4 separate regions of the Sus scrofa genome follow, and all the other regions are linked to region 2. A link is a contact called in public HiChIP or PLAC-seq data. All regions are on one chromosome and are shown on one strand. The core of a region is the stretch at or near the end of the contact, and the rest is flanking DNA. Distances in the headings are between cores, read along the strand shown.

Region 1 (2,981 bases), core at 326-2,825, 290 kb after region 2:
GGGCAGTATGCCAAGTGTTTTATATGCATTGCCACCTCATTTTATTTTCACAAGTCTATGAGATAGACTGGTGTCATCAATCCCATTTTACAGATGAGGGAAGGGAGGAAGGCTGAAAGAAATGAAACAAGTCGCCTAAGGTAACAGACATGGTGGCTGGCAGTGCCTGCCTGGAATCCTAATTAGCCTACCATCCCTTTTTAACCATCCCTCTTCAAGGGGCTAGACTACAAAGAGTTCTGGATCCACAGAGAAAAATCAACTAGAACATGGATAATTTAAAAAATGCAATACAGGTGAGTTTCAAAAACAGTGTAATACCAGCCTTTCAAATCAAAAAAAGTGAGAGCGCTGGAAAACCTTTTTTTTTTTTTTTTTTCTCTCAAGAAGGCTGACTTCCTAGCCATTGTAGATGGGTTATTAACTCATTTCATTAAACTAAATTATTAATTTGCTTTTCAATTAAGTGTGTCATCACTGTCACAGCTCTGATGTGTCCTTCCCCATTTTCCAACATATCTGGGCCCAAAGTGAGAAGTAATTCGGTTTGGGAGGATCTTTTGCCCCTATTGTTTTCTTGGGTGTCCTCACTCGGGAGGCCTGGCATTCCTCACGTGTCTGGGGCAATACAGGAGCAGCCAAGCGCGAGGAAGCCACACAAAAGGCATCCAATCGCTATCAATGTTGAAAGATCAATTCGGTGAGCACACGAAACACACCCGATAGGACCAGAAAAGGGAGAAAAATCCCTTCTCCCAAAGGGTGAGACATTGGTTGACCTCTTGTGAGTGTCCACATACACAAAACACCAAGCAGGTGAAGTGTGGGCGGCGATCTTTCTGAATCCCCAATCATCTCACACGCCACGCAGGCTCGGCCTCCGCCCTTTAGTCCCAAGAGGCCGGGAGGGGCCAAAGGGGCTGTAGGGCGCTAAGTCTCGGGAGGGGTCGCGGCTGGCTCCTTACCCTCCCCAGTGCCGCTTCTGCCCAGGAGCCAACGCTCCATTCACGTTGCAGGCGCTGCGGCTCCAGGGCAGGAGGAAGGCGGTTTGGTGTCGGGGCCGGGGCCGCCTGGGAGCGCCCGCCGGTCCAGCAAGGGGAGGGGCCGCGCGGCGAGCCGAGGATGCCCGGCCTTCCCTTCTTCGGCTTCCAGCAGGCGCAGCCCCGCGGCTGGGCCCAAGGGCTGGCTGGGGTTTCTCGCAGAACTGGGCCGTCCGGGCCTCCGAGCGGCCCCGCGGCTCCCACGCCACTGCCCGGGTGCCAGACTCAGGACGCAGCTTTCCCGCCGGGGTCTCCCTTCCCGCTGGCCGGCCGGTGCTGGATGCGCGCGCGCGCGCGCACACACACACACATACACACAAACGGAGACAGACACACACGCCCGTGCTCGTCCTCTTTCCTTTTCTGCAGCCCTGGCACCCCCCTCGCCCAGTCTCTTGCTCCAGGGTGCGGGGCGCCCTCACGGCCTCGGCAGGGCAGGCCCCTCCCGGGGGCGAGGCGGGGAGCTGGACCCGCGCGGGAGCCGGGCGCGGGGAGGGGCCAGCGGTGGGGGCGTGGCCGGCTGCTCCCGCCCCTCGAGTGAGTGACTGGGCGAGGAGGTCCCCTCCTTCCCTCCCTCCCTCCCTCCCTCCCTCCGTCCCGGTCCCCTCCCCTGCTCGCAGCCCGCCGGCTCCAGCTCGCTCCCTGCCCACTCCCGGGGGGACGTTCCGTGCCGCGGCCGCTGCGGCCGCCGCTTCTTTCACACTTGAGTTGGGAGCCGCGCGCCGCGCTCAGTTACTGGCGAGCTGGCCGCGCGCCGCCGCCTCCCGCACGCACGCACGCACGCGGGCCGGGCTTCGGGGGCTTAGGCTCTTACTCCCGGCAGCTGGGAGGAGGGGGAGACCCCGTCTGACTGTGGGGAGGAGGAGGAAGAGGAGGAGGAGGGAGGAAGAAAACAGGCGAGGAGCACCCGGGCGGGGGGCGGGAGGCTTGCCACCTTCAGCCCCCCCGCGAGCGCCCAAGGTAAGCGTGAGCCCCCGCCAGCCCGGGGCGGCGGGAGTTGGCGGCGCAGCCCGCCCGGGCTCCGCTCCCCGGCGCGCCCGGGTGGGCTGGGAGGGAGGCCTGCGGGGTGCCTGCCGCGCGGCGGGGATGCGAGCCGCGGTCTTGGCGCTGCCGGCCCGCGGCCCGGGCTGGGGCGGCTGGGGCGGCTGGGGCCGGGGCTGCTGGGGCTGCTGGGGCTACCGCCGCCGCTGCGGGGCCGGCGGGGCTGCAGGGGACGGAAGCTGGGGTGCGGGGAGCTGGAGGGGGCGTCTGCTGGCCGGGGCGGAGGGACTGGGATGCGGTTGGGGCTGCTGACGACTTTGGTCACATTGAGGCCTGGGTGGCTGGGGTTCGACACCCCTCCCTTGCCACCCGCACCCCCGCCGCCCTCAGCCTTTCCTGCTCCTCTCGAGCTTTGCCTGTAGCCGCCGTACTTTGCAAGCCAGAGCTTGGAAGAAAACACAAAATTTAGAATCCTTTGCTAAATCTCCAAGTCTCTTCTCCCGCTCCGACAGATTGATGTGTTTGTGTGGGTGCTGTGATCCCTGGGATTTTTGAAGTTTTGACCTTTTTGGGGTGGCTTGTTTCCGTGCAGCTGTTTGCCCATCTCGATGTATTTATTATTCGTGCCCATGCGAGGCAGCCAGAGGGTGCTTCGTTATTGTACAAGGGAAAGATTTCACTCCCCTCTGCAGGCAGTTCTCGGAGTGCGGCCGCCGCAGCTGCCTCTGGTCTTCTGCTCGATGTCCTTCCCCATCTTCCACCCTGCCCCCCACCTCCTCCGAGGGATTCCCCCCCCCCCCCAGCTCCTACCGTTTGTGTGAGAGAAGCCCCTGGGTTTAGAGGCTCTCATTTCCCATTCATCCCTCTTCTAAAGCTCTGAATTGGATCAGGCACGATGGTGGAAATTGAGGTGGCTTTCTTTGCTCCAAGAGTTGCACGGTCAGAGATAAAAATATATAC
Region 2 (2,861 bases), core at 217-2,716:
TATAGCTTAAAAGTAAGTAAGATGGGTCATGTCAGTACTCTCACTTTGTTCTTCTTTGGTATTTTTCAGTGTTGCTATTCTAGGTCTTTTGCCTTTTCATGTAAACTTTAGAATCAGTTTGTCAGTATCTACAAAATAGCTTGCTAGGGTTTTGTTTGGGATTGTGCTTAATTTATAGATCACAATAAGAAGAATTGGCATCTTAACAATATTTGAACCTTCCAATCCATGATTATGGACTGTTTCTCCATTTATTCAGATCGTCTATGATTTCTGTCATCAGAGTTTTACAGTTTTCCTTATATAGATCCTGTACATATATTTTTTTAGGTTTATACCTAAGCATTTCACTTTTTTGATGCCAATGTAAATGTTGTGTTTTTTATTTGAAATTCCAGTTGTTCAGTGCTGGTGTACAGGAAAGCAATTGATCTTGACACATTAACCTTGCTATAATCTCTTATTAGTTTTAGTCCACCCAGTTCTCAGACTGCCAAATTAATTTGTTAACAAAATCTGTCAGTTCTCCCTTAAAAGTATATCCAAAATCTGACCTTTTCTCGCCACTTCTGCTATACTGCATCATTCTGGTGTAAGCTACTGTCATCTCACCTCTTGTACTAATGCAACCTATGAAGTGGCCCTCCTTTATAACACTTACTGCATTTATTGCTACTCAGTATATTGTATAGTGGGCTTTTTTGTTTGTTTGTTTGTTTACTCTCTTTCCTCCCCACATCCCCTATGGAAGCAGGAGCTTTGTTGTGTTCGTTCTTTTTCCCAGTGCCTTGCCTGGTGCCTTGTGTTTGGTGTTAAATAGGTATTTGTTGGATGAATGAATGATTCTCTTAAACTCTTCAGTTCCTGCAGCAGAGACTTGCTGAATAATATCTTAAAGAACACAAAGATGTGCTGCAAGCAGCCTTTCAAGAGTTTCTAAGAAATTAGAATGTCTTCAGAATTCATCTGCTTGCAAGGTTTATCACTGCTTATTACCACACTTTACCCTGTAACTATAACTGTATACCTCCCAGGATAGAGAACAGTCAGAAGTCTGAAGAGCCACTCTGCCAGTGCTATAAATAGTTTCCTTACCTTTTAGTTAAATTCTTTTTCACCCATATCTTCCTCCCCTGCCAGTACCACCACTCCCTTCACCATTCAACCCTTCTTTTTCCTTTGTGCCTTAGGAGAAGGGCTTATATTAATGGTGGAGTAAAGAGTTATTAGAAACAATTTAGTTCCTTCTTTAGAACATTTTAAAAGATGTTCTTAGTTATGAGACTTAAGTCTGAAATGTTACATGTTTTTTGAAGGATACTCCATTTTCCTATCATCAAAAAATATTTCCTCTCTCCAGAATTATGTTCTTTATTACAAATTAATGGCTATTATTTTATATGAGGCCTGAAGTCTAATAATAACTAGGAAAATGATTCCTGTCATTTGGCTTCCCTGCATATCAGGATGTGTGTCCTCAGACTACCTCTGTTGGAAATCTGTTACTGTTAAAACTCCCAGTTCTGGCAGCTTCCTTCAACTGGCATAGCATTTTTTTTTTCTTACCCTCAAAAACAAACAAACAAAAAAACCCTTACAGTTTATTTTCGCAGAATGGCTTCCCACCAGGGTGAATAGCCACACAGGCACCTAATTGTTCAATAACCCCCTGGGACTTCAGCTGCCTTGATTTTTTCCTAGGAAGGCATTGGCATGATTCAAAAGGAGGTGGTCTATTACTCTTGAAACTTTGTTCAGGATCGAGCCTGTGAGTGGATAAGGCTCCTTGGGCACAAGTTTAATTTGCATTGTGTTCCGCAGTTGCATTATGGTGTGTTGTTTAAATAAATCATAATGAGGCAGATCGGGGAGTTAATGTCTTTTGTTGATGCAGCTGCAGCATTTATCAGTTTGGCCACATTAAAAATGACAGAAGGAGATATTGCTTTGTGTGAGTTGAAATTAATAATAATTTTAACCTATGATGCATTCTAGTTTGACAACATTTGAAATTAAATTTAATGTTGTCTTCAAATTTCTTGTCCTCTGTGCGTATCTCCAGAGGTTACTTAGTCTCTGTTGTAGGGTTGTTACAAAAACACAAATGCTAAGGCTTATGGAAAGTATTTAAGTACCTTGGAGGAAGGGCAGTAGCCAAATAACGTTAGCTTTGTTAAAATTTGGAATCACTTTGTTTTCAGAATGCTAAGCTCCTCTCTTAACAGTTATAAGAAAGAAAAACCTGTTGTAGACATCAAATTCTGTTACTCTTTTTTTTTTTTTTTGTCTTTTGTCTTTTTGTTGTTGTTGTTGTTGTTGCTATTTCTTGGGCCACTCCCGCGGCATATGGAGATTCCCAGGCTAGGGGTTGAATTGGAGCTGTAGCCACCCGCCTACGCCAGAGCCACAGCAACACGGGATCCGAGCTGCGTCTGCAACCTACACCACAGCTCACGGCAATGCCGGATCGTTAACCCACTGAGCAAGGGCAGGGACCGAACCCGCAACCTCCTGGTTCCTAGTTGGATTCGTTAACCACTGCGCCACGACGGGAACTCCAAATTCTGTTACTCTTGATTAACAACTGTGATTATTACTGATTTATCTCTTTCTTTAGGTGGGACTTTTCTCTTGAAATATATTGAACTCAAAAACCTGAAATTCTTCTTATTAATATATAGGTTATCTTTTACATATGTGGATTTCTATCAAATATAAACTGTAGAAGGCTTTATCCAAATTATTAGATTTGTGTGATGAAACATCTCTATTTTTCCAAAGAACTGAGCTTTTAAAAAAATAGGCACATAAGGAAACTTTGTTCTGTGTCTTCTAAATTAAAACCAGAGGTTAAATGAGAC
Region 3 (3,017 bases), core at 179-2,678, 390 kb after region 2:
GGAGTTCCCATGGTGGCTCCAGCAGTAAAGAACCCGACTAGTATCCATGAAGATGTGGGTTCGATCCCTGGACTTGCTTGGGGGTTAATGATTCGGTGTTGCTCTGAGCTGGAGTGTAGGTCACAGACATGGCTCGGATTCCAAGTGGCTGTGGCTGTGGCTGACGGCTGCAGCTCTGATTTGACCCCTATCCCTGGTATTTTCATATGCTGCAAGTGCATCCCTAAAGAGACCAAAAAAAAAAAAAGAAGAGTGAGGAACCTGGCCCTGGGTTTAGTCTGTGAAGATTCCACAATGTCTCAAGCTGAGCCTCAGAAAGGTCTCAGTGGCTTTAAGTGCCCACGGGGCTCATGAAATCATAGAAGCCAGCCCACCCTGGCTCACACTTCCGCATCACACTTCCAAAGTGAAGGTGCTTAGGCCAGGGTCTGACTCAGAGAAGGTCTCAGAAACATGTTGGTTTTATTTTCTGCTTTTATAGTTCCTGCCAGTCTGATAGGTGCTTCTTACTGTGACAGGAGAGAGAGAACAGGCCCAGACCCTGGGCATGTAAGAGAGTCATAGCCATGCCCTCCCACCAGCCAAATCTGTTCCCGCTTCCCCGCTTCCCACATTGTCTTTGACAAGGAGCCTTGAGTTGCCTCGTCTACATCATGGAGATGCCAGTGGCATCCACTGCTCAGCGCTGCGTGGAGGACCAGACGTTAGCAGCGTCAGCAGCAGGGGCCACCTACGGCAAGGTCAGGGGCGAGGAGCAGTCAAGCATTCCTGGTAAATAGGGCTCAGCTGACCCATCCTCTTCACTTTTGCCCCTCATCCTTCTCGAAACAGACCACACTGGAAAGCCACGGGATGCCGCATTTAATCTAGCCAAGGGGGAATCAGTCTGAATTTCTGTTTGGAAAAATTTTCTGTGCCAGAAAGTCACGAAATGCGCTATACTTTGTATGTTTCAAAAAAAAAAAGAGGAAAATCCAAGTGCTATTTTCCTTCCCTTGCCAACGGTATCAGGAGCCTGTTCTTTTAATATTAGAGACAGAGATAAGCGGGAGAGTAGGACCCTTTGTCACTTATTGCTCCAACGCAGCCTGATTGTAAGATGAGGGAGCGTGCAAGTTCTCAGATGCCATTGGCGGGAAGTGCCGGCAGGGCCCTTGGTGGTGTCCTTTGGGTTGTCGGTCTCAAGGGTTTCCCTCCATTGCTCCCTTGACCTTCCAGGTGCCCAGTCTTCTCTGTAGCTGCCTGGAGCCCTTCCTCAGGCAGAAAAAAAGACTGAACTTGGCCCTGGAGCAGGCAGCAGAGATGCTGCTGGGAGCCTCGCCTCCCAGCCTTTGGGTACCGTCCAGCAAAAAGCACAGAGGACTGGAGCTGTGGGCAAGGCTTGGTCTCTACCGAGGGAAGTTCTGAAAAAGTGACTCAGCCAACAAGAGAGAAGGCGGGAGGGTTTCTGTACTCATGGCATTCTCCTCAGGGTTATTTTCTCCTGAGTGATGTCACAGAATTCAGAAATTCAAAACCAGGGCTTCTTCCTGGAATCCTGGCTGATGTGGCCAAAAGGGACTTGTTTTGCCATCAGCACCTGCCTGGTAGCACTTAGCTAGCAACGGCCACCTGGCAGTGCACACCTGACCTTACCTGTCCAGGGTTTGGATCTCTTTTAGGCCCCAGCTGTCTCTGCAGAGCTGCACAGCACCTTCCTTTTGCACCTGGAGCCTTTTAACTGTGCCTGTTTCCTTTGTCCCTGAATTGTTGCTCGGCATCGAAAGCACAGCTATGTGAGTCACACTTTACAGTTTATAAGGCCTTTTCACAAGCCATTATTGCTGTAATCCCCACTTGGTACGAAAGGAAGCTGAAGGTAGGAGTTCACTTAACTAAAGATGTGGGACTGTGGTTAGAACTGAGAATGCAGACTCACGGCAAAGGGTGAGTCCCCTCTCAGGAGAAAGGGATCTGCCTGTCATTAAATCTGAGCCCACTTTTGCTCAAGAGTCTTTGTGAAATAATTGTTAACTGGCCACTTGAACCTCAGCTTTTATATCAGGATGTCCGGAGACTCTGCTGTGGTAATTAGGACCATTTTCACTGTCTTGGTAATGCATCCTCCTGGTAAATGCACAGGCCTGAAGTCTGGCTAATTGGTTTCCAAGCCTGGCTCAGCTACTCACTGACATGTAGTCTTGGCAAATGACTGAGGCTCTCCTTGCCTCAGTTTCCCCATCTGCATAGTGTGGGGAATACTAGCACTTACCTGCCTTGAGAGGACTTAAGTGTCTCAATGTATGGAAAGGCCTTAGACTGGGACTTGCCACATGATGTGCCCTGGGTGAAGCCCATTTAGTGTCCTCATTGTCTGAGCAGCCTCAGTTTCCCTTGACTCTGCTGGGGGAAAAGCACACCCTGTTTACCGCAGGTGTGTCATTCTCCAAACTTTAAGTTTATTGATTGTCCACATAATACGTAGCTCTTTTATTTTGTAGTTTAGAATATTTGCATTGCTGCGACTTTTTCTTTTGTGAGTGTGTGTGTGTGTGTGTGTGCGTCTTTAAATCAAAAAAGTAAAGTATATGTATGGCTTAAGAGTGGTGAATATGGTATTATACCTTATTTCTCTTAAAGTGTGGTATAATAAATAATCCCGCCATAGAAGTTAGCGCATATATTTTTATTTATCAAACATAAGTCTGTGTGTGTGTGTGTTGTGTTTGTGTATGTGGTGTGGTCCAGCCTTTTCCTCCTCTTGGGTTTCTCCGGTACAGGGAGGATATTTATAGAAGGAAGGACATTTCTTTGTGAAGCACTAAGGAGAAGCTCAGGCAACAGACAGATTATAATAGGATAAATACAATAAATACAAAATAGGATAAATACAACTGAAATAAAAAGATGCACAAATGAGATACTAGTTCAATTCATGATTTTTTTCTTTATTTATATTCAATTCTATATTCTTCTTTAAAATATGAATTAGGAATTCCCATTGTGGCTCAGCAGGTTAAGAAGGTGACTAGTATCCA
Region 4 (2,840 bases), core at 192-2,691, 270 kb after region 2:
CCTATGTCTGTTTCTCTCACTAGACAGTAAGTTCCATGAGGGTAAGTATAATAGTTGACATATTTTTGTAGCAGAGTGCCTGCAACACCGTCAATAACAAATTGAATTGAGCCACTAGAAAAAAGTCCAGGTTTTTATTGCTTATTATATTTTTAGACTGGCTCTGGGAGACATCCATTTCTAAACAGAATTCTGAGCTTTTCCTAGGACCTAGGGTAGTTGATAGAAATCTTTTATCATGTACTAGCTTTCTATACGAGTAAGTAAATAAATGTCTCTTTGAGCTTCGATTTCCTGATCTATAAAACAGGAGTGATAATAATAGCATTGTTGTCAGGCTAAATGAAATTATGCCATTCTCTTGACACATAGTAGGGGGTTAATAATCTTTCAGCTGTTTAGAGCTCCCCCCATGCCTCTAGAACAATTTTTCTCATCAAAATTTTTCTCTTACCCTTTAGGATTCTTGCTTTTTTCGATCGGACCTCAAGAACCTCTAGAGCAAGAATCAGCAAGTATTTTCTGTAAAAGGCCAGATATTAAATATTTTAGGCTTTGCAGGCCACACGGTTTGTGTGGCATATTTTTCTTTATTTTTATCACTGCTGCTTTGCTTTAGCTTCTTTACGACCCTTTCAAAATGTAGGACCATTCTTCGCTATGGCCACACAAGAACAGACCTCCAGCTAGATAACCTGCATAGACTTACAACTTATATGAGTTTGTGGGTTGGCTACACTGTGCTCTAGAGTGGGGGTTCTTAAAGTGTGTCCCTTCCAACCACTAGCAGCAGCAGCTCCTGGAAACTTGTTAATACAAATTTGGGGGCCCCACCTCAGATTGGCTGGATCATAAACTCTGAATTTTAGCCCAGCAACCTGAGTTTTAATAAACCCTCCAGGTGATTTTGATGCAGTAGTTCAACCTTGACTGCACATCAGAATCACCTGGAGAGCCTTTAAACCATGTCAATACCCAAGCTTTATACCAAATCAGACACTCTGGGGATAGGACCAAGGTATAGGTGTTGAAAGCCCTGCAGGTGATTCAACGTGTAGCCATAGCTGAGAACCTCAGATATAAACTCAGGGCTAGCTTCTACGTCTGTCAAGTAAGCTTTTCCCTACTGATATTGCCAAGGTAGCCAGTACTTGGGTCTTCTTCTTGGTTTGGTGATTTCATGAAGGAACCTCACTGCAATCCATTGATCAAAAGATAGCTATTCATACTATGTATAAAGCAGTATGTTAGGCATGCTAGGGATATTTTTTAAAGTATATTAATAAGTCCCTTCTACCTTTGAGTAATTTGAATATAAAAAGCAAACTTCTCCATTTCTAAGGAGCTCATAATTTCACTTTTACAAAGAAGGATCAACTCAAGAAGCACCACCCATTTTCATTTTTCTCTGAGTTTAAACCTGGTCACTGGTCACCATTTTTTCACTCCCCTCACCATTACTGCAATGGGCTGAGTCTGTTATTCCATTATTCCACATGAAGTAAGTTCTAGGGTGTTCATTCTTGTTTCAAAAACACATTTTCCTGTGGAAAAGCTTTTGCCTGGTTTTATATTGGTAAGATAATTCTAGAGTGCCACATTTGACAAATGACATCAGCCCGCCTTCCCCTAGCCATAAACCATTTTAGAACGCTTATGCATAATTTGGCTTCAGGTCAAGGTGGCGTAATATGAACCAGCAGAATATACAGCACAGGGTGTCCTTAGCAGCTATCCTAAAGATCAGCAAAACTCATTCCTGTAAGAGAAGCTCATCTGTGAAGCAAGGTCAAGCCCAGTGGTCATCAGGGAAGGTCCCCTTAATGGAATCGCCCCTGGCCTGGAGGGACTTCTGCTTTGAAACTCTGCTGTGGTTGTCTCTCCGGCTGCCTACCTCAGACCCATATTTTCCTGCCACCAGCCAATTTCCATTTTGTTCAGGAATCAGATGGACATATTCTTCAGGGAATGCTGGCCTCCTCCCCAGCCCCAGAGGTTCAAATTGATGGTTTGGCAACATTGTGGTAATTCAGCATCCTTTGCCAGTGATTGGCTTAGGAATAAGCATGTGACTTCTAATTCTGGCCAATTATGAGAGTAGAAAGAGCTTTGGGGAAGTTCTTGTTGTTCAAAAGGAATGCAAAGGAAGATGTTTCTTGTTAGGCCACTATATATAGATTTGAGGATGTGATGCTTAGAGCTGCTGTAACCATCTTGTAACCGTAAAAGAACATGTCTGGAGCCAAAAGGCAACGTGGTGAGAATGATGCAGTAGAAAGATGGAAAGCATCATCTTTATTTCCCCTTGAGCTGCTGAATTAGAGACCCAGATACTACCTGACCTCTGTATTTCATTATTATGTGAGATAGTATATGTCTTTCTTATCTAAGCCACTTTTGGTGGATTATGTTCTTACTGCCTAAAGCATCCTAACTAACATATCTATGTTAGCCATATAATTAGATGTGAGAGAATGTTGTCTTATACTTAGTGTCTGCTTACTCCAAAAACCTGCATCTTAGTATCGGGGATTTTTCTGTTGGAAAAAAGATTTTTTACTCATTATTCCTCTCTTAGTTTCTTTTTCTTCTTCTTCTTCTTTTTTTTTTTTTTTTTTTTTTTTTTTTTTTTTTTTTTTTGCTTTTTAGGGCCACTCCTGCAGCATATGGAGTTTCCAAGGCTAGGGGTCAAATCGGAGCTACAGCTGCCAGCCTACACCATGGCCACAGCAACATTAGATCCAAGCCGCGTCTGTGACCTACACCACAGCTCACGGCAACGCCAGATCCTAACCCACTGACCAAGGCCAGGGATCGAACCCGCAACCTCACGGTTACCA

What was found. HiChIP or PLAC-seq counts read pairs in DNA pulled down with a chosen protein or histone mark.
Region 1: an H3K27ac HiChIP or PLAC-seq map of skeletal muscle shows a contact between it and region 2. The contact joins the promoter of C9H1orf21 here to the enhancer-like site in region 2. A contact is called at or near these places in 1 of 5 promoter capture datasets (skeletal muscle), 6 of 47 Hi-C or Micro-C datasets (embryonic fibroblasts, heart right ventricle, psoas muscle and 2 more) and 1 of 2 datasets of contacts at active chromatin or transcription factors (skeletal muscle).
Region 3: a contact with region 2 is called in an H3K27ac HiChIP or PLAC-seq map of skeletal muscle. The contact joins two enhancer-like sites. A contact is called at or near these places in 1 of 47 Hi-C or Micro-C datasets (epiblast stem cells) and 1 of 2 datasets of contacts at active chromatin or transcription factors (skeletal muscle).
Region 4: an H3K27ac HiChIP or PLAC-seq map of skeletal muscle shows a contact between it and region 2. The contact joins two enhancer-like sites. A contact is called at or near these places in 2 of 47 Hi-C or Micro-C datasets (both in embryonic fibroblasts) and 1 of 2 datasets of contacts at active chromatin or transcription factors (skeletal muscle).

What each region holds. Positions count from the first base shown.
Region 1 is chr9:125,611,507-125,614,487 of Sscrofa11.1, forward strand. It overlaps C9H1orf21, which reads left to right and starts at 1,576. Exons shown (of 6, transcript XM_003482739.3): 1 at 1,576-2,000.
Region 2 is chr9:125,322,440-125,325,300 of Sscrofa11.1, forward strand. The region is part of intron 4 of TSEN15 (tRNA-splicing endonuclease subunit Sen15); the gene reads left to right. Among named protein-coding and RNA genes, the nearest start is that of TSEN15, 23 kb to the left of the region's middle. Within about 2 kb of position 1,467, at least 2 of the 83 cell types and tissues checked have an H3K27ac peak or open chromatin away from gene starts, as enhancers often do. A contact at or near this core is called in skeletal muscle, where this site is marked.
Region 3 is chr9:125,708,848-125,711,864 of Sscrofa11.1, forward strand. The region is part of intron 2 of C9H1orf21; the gene reads left to right. Among named protein-coding and RNA genes, the nearest start is that of C9H1orf21, 97 kb to the left of the region's middle. Within about 2 kb of position 1,429, at least 5 of the 83 cell types and tissues checked have an H3K27ac peak or open chromatin away from gene starts, as enhancers often do. A contact at or near this core is called in skeletal muscle, where this site is marked.
Region 4 is chr9:125,591,165-125,594,004 of Sscrofa11.1, forward strand. No RefSeq gene overlaps it. Among named protein-coding and RNA genes, the nearest start is that of C9H1orf21, 20 kb to the right of the region's middle. Within about 2 kb of position 1,442, at least 3 of the 83 cell types and tissues checked have an H3K27ac peak or open chromatin away from gene starts, as enhancers often do. A contact at or near this core is called in skeletal muscle, where this site is marked.